2 separate regions of the Pan troglodytes genome follow, and region 2 is linked to region 1. Evidence: chromatin contacts called from public HiChIP or PLAC-seq data. All regions are on one chromosome and are shown on one strand. Each heading gives the region's core, a stretch centred on a gene start, on an enhancer-like site or on the middle of the called end of the contact. The rest is flanking DNA. Distances are from core to core; before and after follow the strand shown.

The links. HiChIP or PLAC-seq counts read pairs in DNA pulled down with a chosen protein or histone mark.
Region 2: a contact with region 1 is called in an H3K4me3 HiChIP or PLAC-seq map of stem cell-derived excitatory neurons, with 3 times the contacts expected there. The contact joins the promoter of AGPAT4 here to the promoter of MAP3K4 in region 1. A contact is called at or near these places in 1 of 7 Hi-C or Micro-C datasets (stem cell-derived neural progenitor cells) and 1 of 1 datasets of contacts at active chromatin or transcription factors (stem cell-derived excitatory neurons).

What each region holds. Positions count from the first base shown.
Region 1 is chr5:173,077,930-173,081,944 of NHGRI_mPanTro3-v2.0_pri, forward strand. MAP3K4 (mitogen-activated protein kinase kinase kinase 4) reads left to right here and starts at 2,602. Exons shown (of 26, transcript XM_016956586.4): 1 at 2,602-3,368. The coding sequence starts at 3,214.
Region 2 is chr5:173,362,324-173,366,885 of NHGRI_mPanTro3-v2.0_pri, forward strand. It overlaps AGPAT4 (1-acylglycerol-3-phosphate O-acyltransferase 4), which reads right to left and starts at 1,705. Exons shown (of 9, transcript XM_016956591.4): 1 at 1,460-1,705.

The sequences.
Region 1 (4,015 bases), core at 1,352-3,851:
ACATGTAATCAGTCAAGTATACAGATGCAGATAGGTGATATAGGGCTAAAATAATGGTTTGCCCAAAGTGCTATGGGAACATTGAGGAGGAGCACCTAGCCAGCAGGTTAAGGCAGTCTAGTGGTGGAGGGCAGCGAAGTCTTCCAAGAGTGGTGTGGGAGACACATGAACAGCACTGAAAGGAGAAGTGACTTTGCCATGTGGAAGTGAAGGGCAGAGGCCTCTGGCAGAGGGCATGGGAGCTCCTTGATGTGATGTCATCTCAGTTCTCCTTGCCTGGTTCCATCTCATGCACATGCACTTGGTGATTTTAAGGGATCTGAAAATAATACAGGAACTGCAGCTTGCTGTTTCTGGTTCTCTAGGTCTTGCACGTGGACATCTGAAAGAGAAATGAAAGGATGAGAATCAGGCATGGTCTCTAGATGTTTTGGTGGGAAATCACTGAAATCTTGGCTCACAAGAAGAGTGAGCTCCCTCAGGAATTTCCATTTTTTAAGCCATCTGTTCCTCATGTTAGCAAGATCCTGGAAAGAGGTATTGAGAAGTCAGATCAGGAATGAAGAAACGTGGGCTCTCCTGGTTTTAGCTGCCTGCATGTCCCAAAGGAAATGAAGTGGGTGCTCCTCCCTGTGGGTTAGCACATGCTCACATTTTATATGTTGGAGGCCACGTCCTTTCCCTTTATTTGTTTCAATCATTTGGGTAATTCCCACTATTCTAATTATTTTTTGAAAGCATGCAATCTTTAATTCTTTATCTAATGATTTGGAGCCCCTGGGGGTTCAATTTAGATTCTTCATACAGAGGAGAATGTCTGCAATAAGGGGTGATTTATGTTATGGTGGAGAAATAAGAAAAACAGGCAAATCACCTTTCAGCAAATAAACAGTAGAGGTTTTCTCCAACTTCCTACTACTCAGCCAAGAAGGATGAGATTTAAGGTTATAAGGACTATTTAAAAAGTGTGTAACTACTATTCACAATAGCAAAGACACGGAATCAATCTAATGCCAATCAGTGGTAGACTGGATAAGGAAAATGAGGTACATATACACTGTGTAATACTATGCAGACGTAAAAGAACAAGATCATGTCCTTTGCAGCAACATGGATGGAGCTGGAGACCATTATCCTTAGCAAACTAATGCAGGAACAGAAAATCAAACATCCATGTTCTCATTTATAAGTGGGAGCAAAATGATAAGAACACATGGACACATTGAGGGGAACAACACACACAGGGCCTATTGGAAGGTGGAGGGTGGGAGGAGGGAGAGGATCAGGAAAAATAGCTAATGGGTACTGGCTTAATACCTTGGTGTTGAAATAATCTGTACAGCAAACCCCCATGACACAAGTTTACCTGTATAACAAACCTGCAGATGTACACCTAATCTTAAAAGTAAATTTTAAAAAAGTTTACTATCTTTTGTACATATCCAGTATTTCTTTGGTGTTTTACCAGTAGATAGAAATAGATGCCACTGTATCATTATGAAACAAAAAATCAATGTGTGTCATGCTTAGTTTAGGTCCTCTCCAATGGACGTGAGGTTTTTATTGCTCTCTTTCACTGGGTCTGCCTTTCTCTGCGTGTGCTGGAGTGAAAATTAATCAGCCCCTCTGGTCTGTCCTTCTAAGAAGGGTTCTGGCTCAGAAAATTGCAGAAGAAAATCGAGTAGAGAACTAGAATTACAGAAACGTAAGAAATACTTTTACTGAGCTTTCTTTACACAAGAAAGTGCACGGAAATGAATTATACATGGATACCAATTTGTGATTTTTAAAAATTTGTAATTTTTTAAATTAAGATAAAAATTAGTTTATTTTTTTAAATACTTTTTTGTTTTGTTTTACCTCACCCTTACTAAGCTGTTAGCTTGGTCTGTTGCGCTTACTGCTATATCCTCAGCACCTAGTACAGTTCCTGACACATATATGCACTTAAGAAGTATTTGTCAAATGAATATTGTTGAGTAAATAAGATGAAGGTCAATTCAGAAATTCAGCACTATCAGGCTATATACATAATACAGACTATTATAAAAAACTACAATGAAGCAGTTCCTTTTAACGACGGAGAAATGTCAGTAACATACTTTGAGCACAATATAGCTAATTTCACTACTGATCTTTAAATATAACATAGCTATAATCAATTTAATGTTTTTCTTTGTTACCAGAGTTGTTCAAAACGTGTGTTTTACCTATCAAAGCTCAACTAAATGAGGTTTAAGAAATCTGCACATTTGAATGTACTTAATTTTAAAAGATTCTGGTTTTGGATTAACTCTGGATTTCACCCTATGGGAAATTTTGTAAATATTTCCAACTTAAAAAAAAACTGTGAAGCCCCAGCGCTAAGAGTAAACGATGCATTGGAATTTCAACAGGATTTCTGTAACTCTGAAATAATCTTTAGCATTTCTTCTTCCCCTCATCCCCTCAGTGTAGGAGCATTCCAGTCCAAGTTTCTGGGAGATCGCTATCGAATCTTATGACACTGGGGTGAGAAGTTTTGCCGGGTTGAAATGAGAGAGTCACTTTAATAGTCTGGAATTCCGGAGACTTTATGTCAAGCCTTAAAAATTCGAGCCTGTAGTGGAAGGCTGCGCTGTCAAGAGACCGGAGTTGCGAGCGTCTGGGTGACGTCCGTCCTCCTGGAAGGTGGGATCCGGGTGGCAGGTCCCTGGGCGGCGACTCCGGCCGGGCTCATAGCGTCGCGCCCGCCCCGCTCATCGGCCCTACCCAGCGTCCCTCCCAGACCGACGACCGCCTGGGAAGCCTCGAGCTCCTAGCCCGCTGCACAGCCCGGCTCCGCTCCACAGTCCCCCACTGCCACCGGCCGGGGCGAAACCGGGCGAGCTGGCGAGAGCCGGCTCCAGGACCGAATCGCGCCGACACTTGACGGCGCTCCCCGCCCCTCCCTGCCGCCGTCTCCGCCCCCGTCCGGTCGGATTCCGGCGCCCGCCGCCGCCGCCGCCGCCGCCGCCGCCACCGCCGCCGATCTCGGAGGCTTGTCCCTCGCCGCCCACCGTAGCCCCGGCGCTCGGCCGGTCGCCGTTTCCAAGATGGCCGCGGCGCGCACGGCTCCTGCGGCGGGGTAGAGGCGGAGGCGGAGTCGAGTCACTCCCGCACTTCGGGGCTCCGGTGCCCCGCGCCAGGCTGCAGCTTACTGCCCGCCGCGGCCATGCGGGGCTCCGTGCACGGATGAGAGAAGCCGCTGCCGCGCTGGTCCCTCCTCCCGCCTTTGCCGTCACGCCTGCCGCCGCCATGGAGGAGCCGCCGCCACCGCCGCCGCCACCACCACCACCGCCGCCGGAACCCGAGACCGAGTCAGAACCCGAGTGCTGCTTGGCGGCGAGGTGAGTGTGGCGGCCGCAGTCGGTCGCTCGCAGAAAGCGGGGCGGGTCCTGGCCCGAACTCGGTCGGGCCCGAGGGCCTCTGCTTCCCGCCAGGTGGGGAGGGAAGCATCCAGGCTCTGCAGGCTGGGGCGGGAGGGGCGCGGTGCATCCCTGGGTCCCAGGGGACCGCGTCTGAGTCTGTCCGGCGACTCCGCCCGGGGTTGCAGCTCCGCAGGGTTCCGCTCGAGCGTGTTGCCGGCTCCCCTTCCCTTGTAGACTCCCCCAGCTCACCCTCAACGTCGCGGGGGCTGGGAGCAGAGTGCGGCTGCCTCCCCTGCCGCTAGCTTCGGAAGAGTGGCCTCACTGAAGTGCCTCTCATCATTACTGAACGAAAGTGGTCCCTCCCCTCTGCCCTCTTTCGAGTAAATGAGACATTCGGAAATCGAGTGCGTACTGGCTATTTCCCCGCGTTCTCCTCCTCCTCTCCTTTTGCCCGCTCCAGAGAATGCCTGTCATCTCTTCCGTGAGAAACTGCACTTAGACTATGCAGACAGATACGTTGCTTTCCTTTTCTGAGGGCCCCTTACTGTCCTTTAGTGCTAGTATTGTGCAGATTGTTGCTCACACGTGCACAAAAGTAAGGATTCATTTGTCTAAAACTTTGCTAC
Region 2 (4,562 bases), core at 455-2,954, 280 kb after region 1:
TCTCCAATGCTCTCTAAAACTTTATTTCAATGATCTCACCTCCTGTAAGGAATTAATTCCCCCTTAGCTTGACCACAGGATCAATATCGTATCTTAAGAAGTGTTTAGGTTTTCTTAAAAAAGACCAGACACTGAAGACTTACATAAACATCAAAGCATTCCTTTTTTAATTCCTCGATATGGAGAAATTCATAGGCCGAAAATTAGGTAAATAGAGAGGTAATTACCAATGCCTGTTTCCTTGACAACTCCCCTCCCCCACCCCTCCTGTGATAGGGAAAAACCAAAATGAAAGTGAGGAGGGGTAGCCACAAGCCATGCTGGATTTTAGCAAACCAAAGCAAGAAGCAGAGCAGGAAGCTGCAAACTAGACACAAAATACAAATAAATCAATGTATATCGGGGCTGCATATTGTGTAGTATTTTTGTGGTTGCCATAGAAACGTCAGCGACGGAAGAACATGTTGCATGACACAAAAGAGAGCAATATGTAATAGGAACATTCCACCCCCCCCCCACCACCCCCCGCCCAGCTTCGTCTATAGCAGAGAAAATGCTTTAGCCCCGGGAGGGGGCTGGGTGGGTGGGTAAATGAAGCCAGGAACAGCAGCTTGAAATCACAGCCCAGAAAGGGACGCTCACCCGGCCCAGCACAAAGCGAGGGTCCTTTTGTACCAGCAGAGCCTCTCTTCGCCTCCCTCCAGGCGCCCCCTGCACCTTTCCCCCGCCCGCCTTGCACTCCCCCTCCCCCGGAGCCTACCCTTCCAGAGGTCCTAAGGAAATCCAGCCCAGGAAAGAAAAATATGATAGGAAGAGGAATGCAAACATCAGCCACACCCAGCGGGGAAGGTGCCTGCGAACGGCACCAGGACCACATACCTCCTTCCTGGCAGCCTTTGGCACATGGACTTAGAAACCAGAAGCTGAGATGGAGCCGGCTGGGTTCAGAAATTGCCACTAGTTTATAAGAGCTGTAAGTCAGCCAACACTGGAAAGAAAAAGCGAGACTCCACCCATGGGGTGGACCCTTCAGGAAGAAAAAAAAAAAAAAAAGTGGTCCTCAGCTGACGTCTCTCCCCACCCATGTCACTTCCTTTTAAAGCTACAAGTTAGCAGTTGCCGAGAGGGAAGAGCGAGCTGGTGTAATATGAGTCACTCCCTTCCCCTTCCAATTAGTGTAAGGCAGTGCTTCAGTTGGCTTCACGTTTGAAATCGCTTTTGAAATCTGGCTCGGGAAGCTGCCAGGATAAAAAAAAAATCAAAGCCCCCTAGAAGTGGCCTTGCTTTCTCTCCCCTTTCTCCCAAATCCTGTTGCATCCCTGCGCCCTGACGGCTCCTCCAACCTGAACCCAGACTCCGGCTCCGTCTGTGTTGCAACCTGGAAATTGTCCTCAGTTGGCTCATTTTTAATTCAGCAAGCGTAGGATCAATATGCCCACCCTCAAAACTCTCCCCTCACCTCTCCTCGGTCCGCTGTGCTGGAAGGAGATTGCGTTGCACTCAGAAGAGTCCAAATCATCTTAAACAAAATAAGCCTCAGCACTCAAGAGATTGAGATGTTATGAAGTGGGATGAAAGAAGCTTGGAGGTCGATTGATGTATTTTCTGTTTTCAAACCTTAGCACCACGGTTGATTACCACTGCACAGGCGTGCACACACATACTGTCGCATGCTCACATGCACGTGGCATTTACACAGTGTATCAGAGAGGGTCTGGGCAGACCTTTATAGTAAAACGGTGTCGTCACAATTTCAAAAAAGGGTGGGCTGTTGAAAGTCCAGAAATGCCAGGATCCAGAAAATTATTTCAATTTCAAAATACTGAGGTGTATTCCTTTCAAATGTCCACTATTACAGCCATTGTCAAAATAATATTTAACTATTTACTTGACTCCTGGGTTAACCTTGTTCTTTAGATGTTTATAATCTATAAAGGAAAAATACATGTGCTCACAAATAGCCCAAGCACATTGCAGAATTACTAACAGCTATGCAAGTGTCAAAACCAGTGTGTCATGAAGACAGAATAGAAAGTGCTTTTTTGATTGCGATGGGGGAAGGCATTGATCATTCAGGAAACAGGGTTTGGAGTGGATCCTACGGGAGGTGGCATTTTTCTTGTCTGTGATGAGAGAGGGGGAGAGTGAAGCAGAATGGGGTGGAAGAGAAAGGATATGTGAGGCAAACAAAAAAAGGATCAGAACAGAAACCCATTTGTAGCAATAACTTGTTTTAATATCCATGTGAAAATAAATTTGACCACAGAGTAATGCTTATAAAAGATTTTTATAAAAAGTTCCTTGTAGTCATCATCTCTCGAAACTTTTCGAACTATGTTTTACGACCCATGTGCTTCTAGATTTGGTGAAAACTTGAGTTTTTCAAAGTGTTTTTCAAGTAGAGTTACACTGTTTTTCACGGTTGAATTCTGAATGGTAATTTATTTCAAAACCTACAAATTGCATAAATTCCTGATAATGTTATAAGTACAGTCAGTGATTTCAGTGGAAATGATAGGAAATTTAAAATTTGGACAATTGTAACTTTTATCCTGATCTCAGTACTTTAACAACCTCATTCCATTATTACATTACAATTATTATTATACTTATTATTGCTAACACTTTGCCTGTCTAGACAATGTTGCTCAGCCTCAGTTATCTCAGATATAGCTGAGAAATATGGGAGAAAAAGTTACTATTTCTAAAAATTTAACATAGAAATTCAAAATTCATGGATTAAATCCTATGCTTTTTTTTTTGAGACAGAGTCTTGCTCTGTTGCCCAGGCTGGAGTGCAATGATACGATCTCAGCTCACTGCAACCTCCACCTCCTGTGTTCAAGCAATTCTCGTGCTGCAGCCTCCCAAATAGCTGGGATTACAGACATACACAACCACACCCAGCTGATTTTTTGTGTTTTTGGTTGAGACGAAGTTTCACCATGTTGGCCAGGCTGGTCTCTAACTCCTGACCTCAGGTGATCCGCCTCCACCTCCCAAAGTGTTGTGATTACAGGCGGGGAGTCACCACGCCCAGCCCTATGCACATTATTGAGTGCCATTTAGAGTCTATCCTTATGTGCCCTTATTTAGCTATTTCTATCTATACAAGGAATTGTGAATATTTCCAGGTCACAACGTAACAACTCAGTTCAATGAATGTTTATTGAGCATCCATGTTAGTTGCTGAAGATACAAAAACACAGATAAGACATGGAAATGGCCCCAAAGTGCTCAAAGTCTTAGAAGGGAAAGCGAAATGTAAACAGTTAAAACACAATGGAGGCAATGATTGACATTTGTACAAGGTTCAGAGGTGGTTCGAGAATGGGAAAAGGAGAGGGAGGATACATCTACATAGTTTCTTAGCTAACAGTGGACTCTGAAAGGGGTGGAGGTGGACAGTATACTCATCGGTGAGATGGTAAGAAATACATACTGGCAGTTGGAGAGAGGAGAAAAAAATTGAAAAGGAGACACAAATCATAAATTGGTAACCTAAAAAAGATATATAAGTGGTCCGTAAACAAAGAGGCAACCTTACATAAAAATACAAATCACAAAGTAAGGATGTTATTTCTTTGCCTAGTCACTTGTCCAACACTCAAAAAGCTAGAACGTGCAGTGCAGAGAATGCAATGCCATGGGTTCTCTCTTCTGCTGGTGATGGCAAATTGATACAATCTCTGGAATTCAATTAAACAAGATTTTTCATGAGCCTTTAAAATGTTCATTCCCCTTAATCCAATAATTCGACTCAGAATAATTTATACCAAGGACATAAGCAGAGATAAATTCAAAGATTTGGGAACATGTATATTCATCAGAGCCATTTATAATAGTAAAGTCTGGAAACCATCTGAGTGTTTGAAGTAGCAGGTTAGCTATGGAAATGATGTAATCTTCATATGATGAAACACTCTACAAAAAATTAAAATTCTGTGTTTGAAAGACCTAGGGAAATTCATGGTATCTTAAGTGTAAAGGGAACTAAGCTATATATAAATTATGGTCCCCTTTTCGTGATTCTATAAATATATATTACAGTGTGTGTAGTGGGTTGAATAAGTGTCCCCCAGTGTCCCCCACAAATTCATGTTCACCCAGAACCTCACAATATGAATTTGTTTAGAAACAGAGTCTTTGCAGATGTTAATCAGCTGAGATGAAGTCATTCTGGATTAGGATGGGCTATAGACCCAATACCTGGTGTCCTTATAAAAAGAGGAGAGGATGCAGAAAGACACACACATAGAATAAGGCCATGTGATGGCAGAGGTAGAGATGGGAATGATGTGTCTATGAATCAAAGATTGCTGGCAAACACCAGAAACCAGGAGAGACGCATGGAACAGACTCTCTGAGAGCCTCCAGAAGGACCCAACCCTGCTGATGCCTTAATTTTAGATTCCTGGCCTCGTGAACTGTAAGAGAATAAATTTCTGTTGTTTTAAGTCACACAGTTTGTGCTAATTTGTGATGGCAGCTCTGGGAAACTTAATGCAGTGTGTTAAAAGATCATGAAACTGTTAATAATCATTACTTCTGGAGAGTGAGAC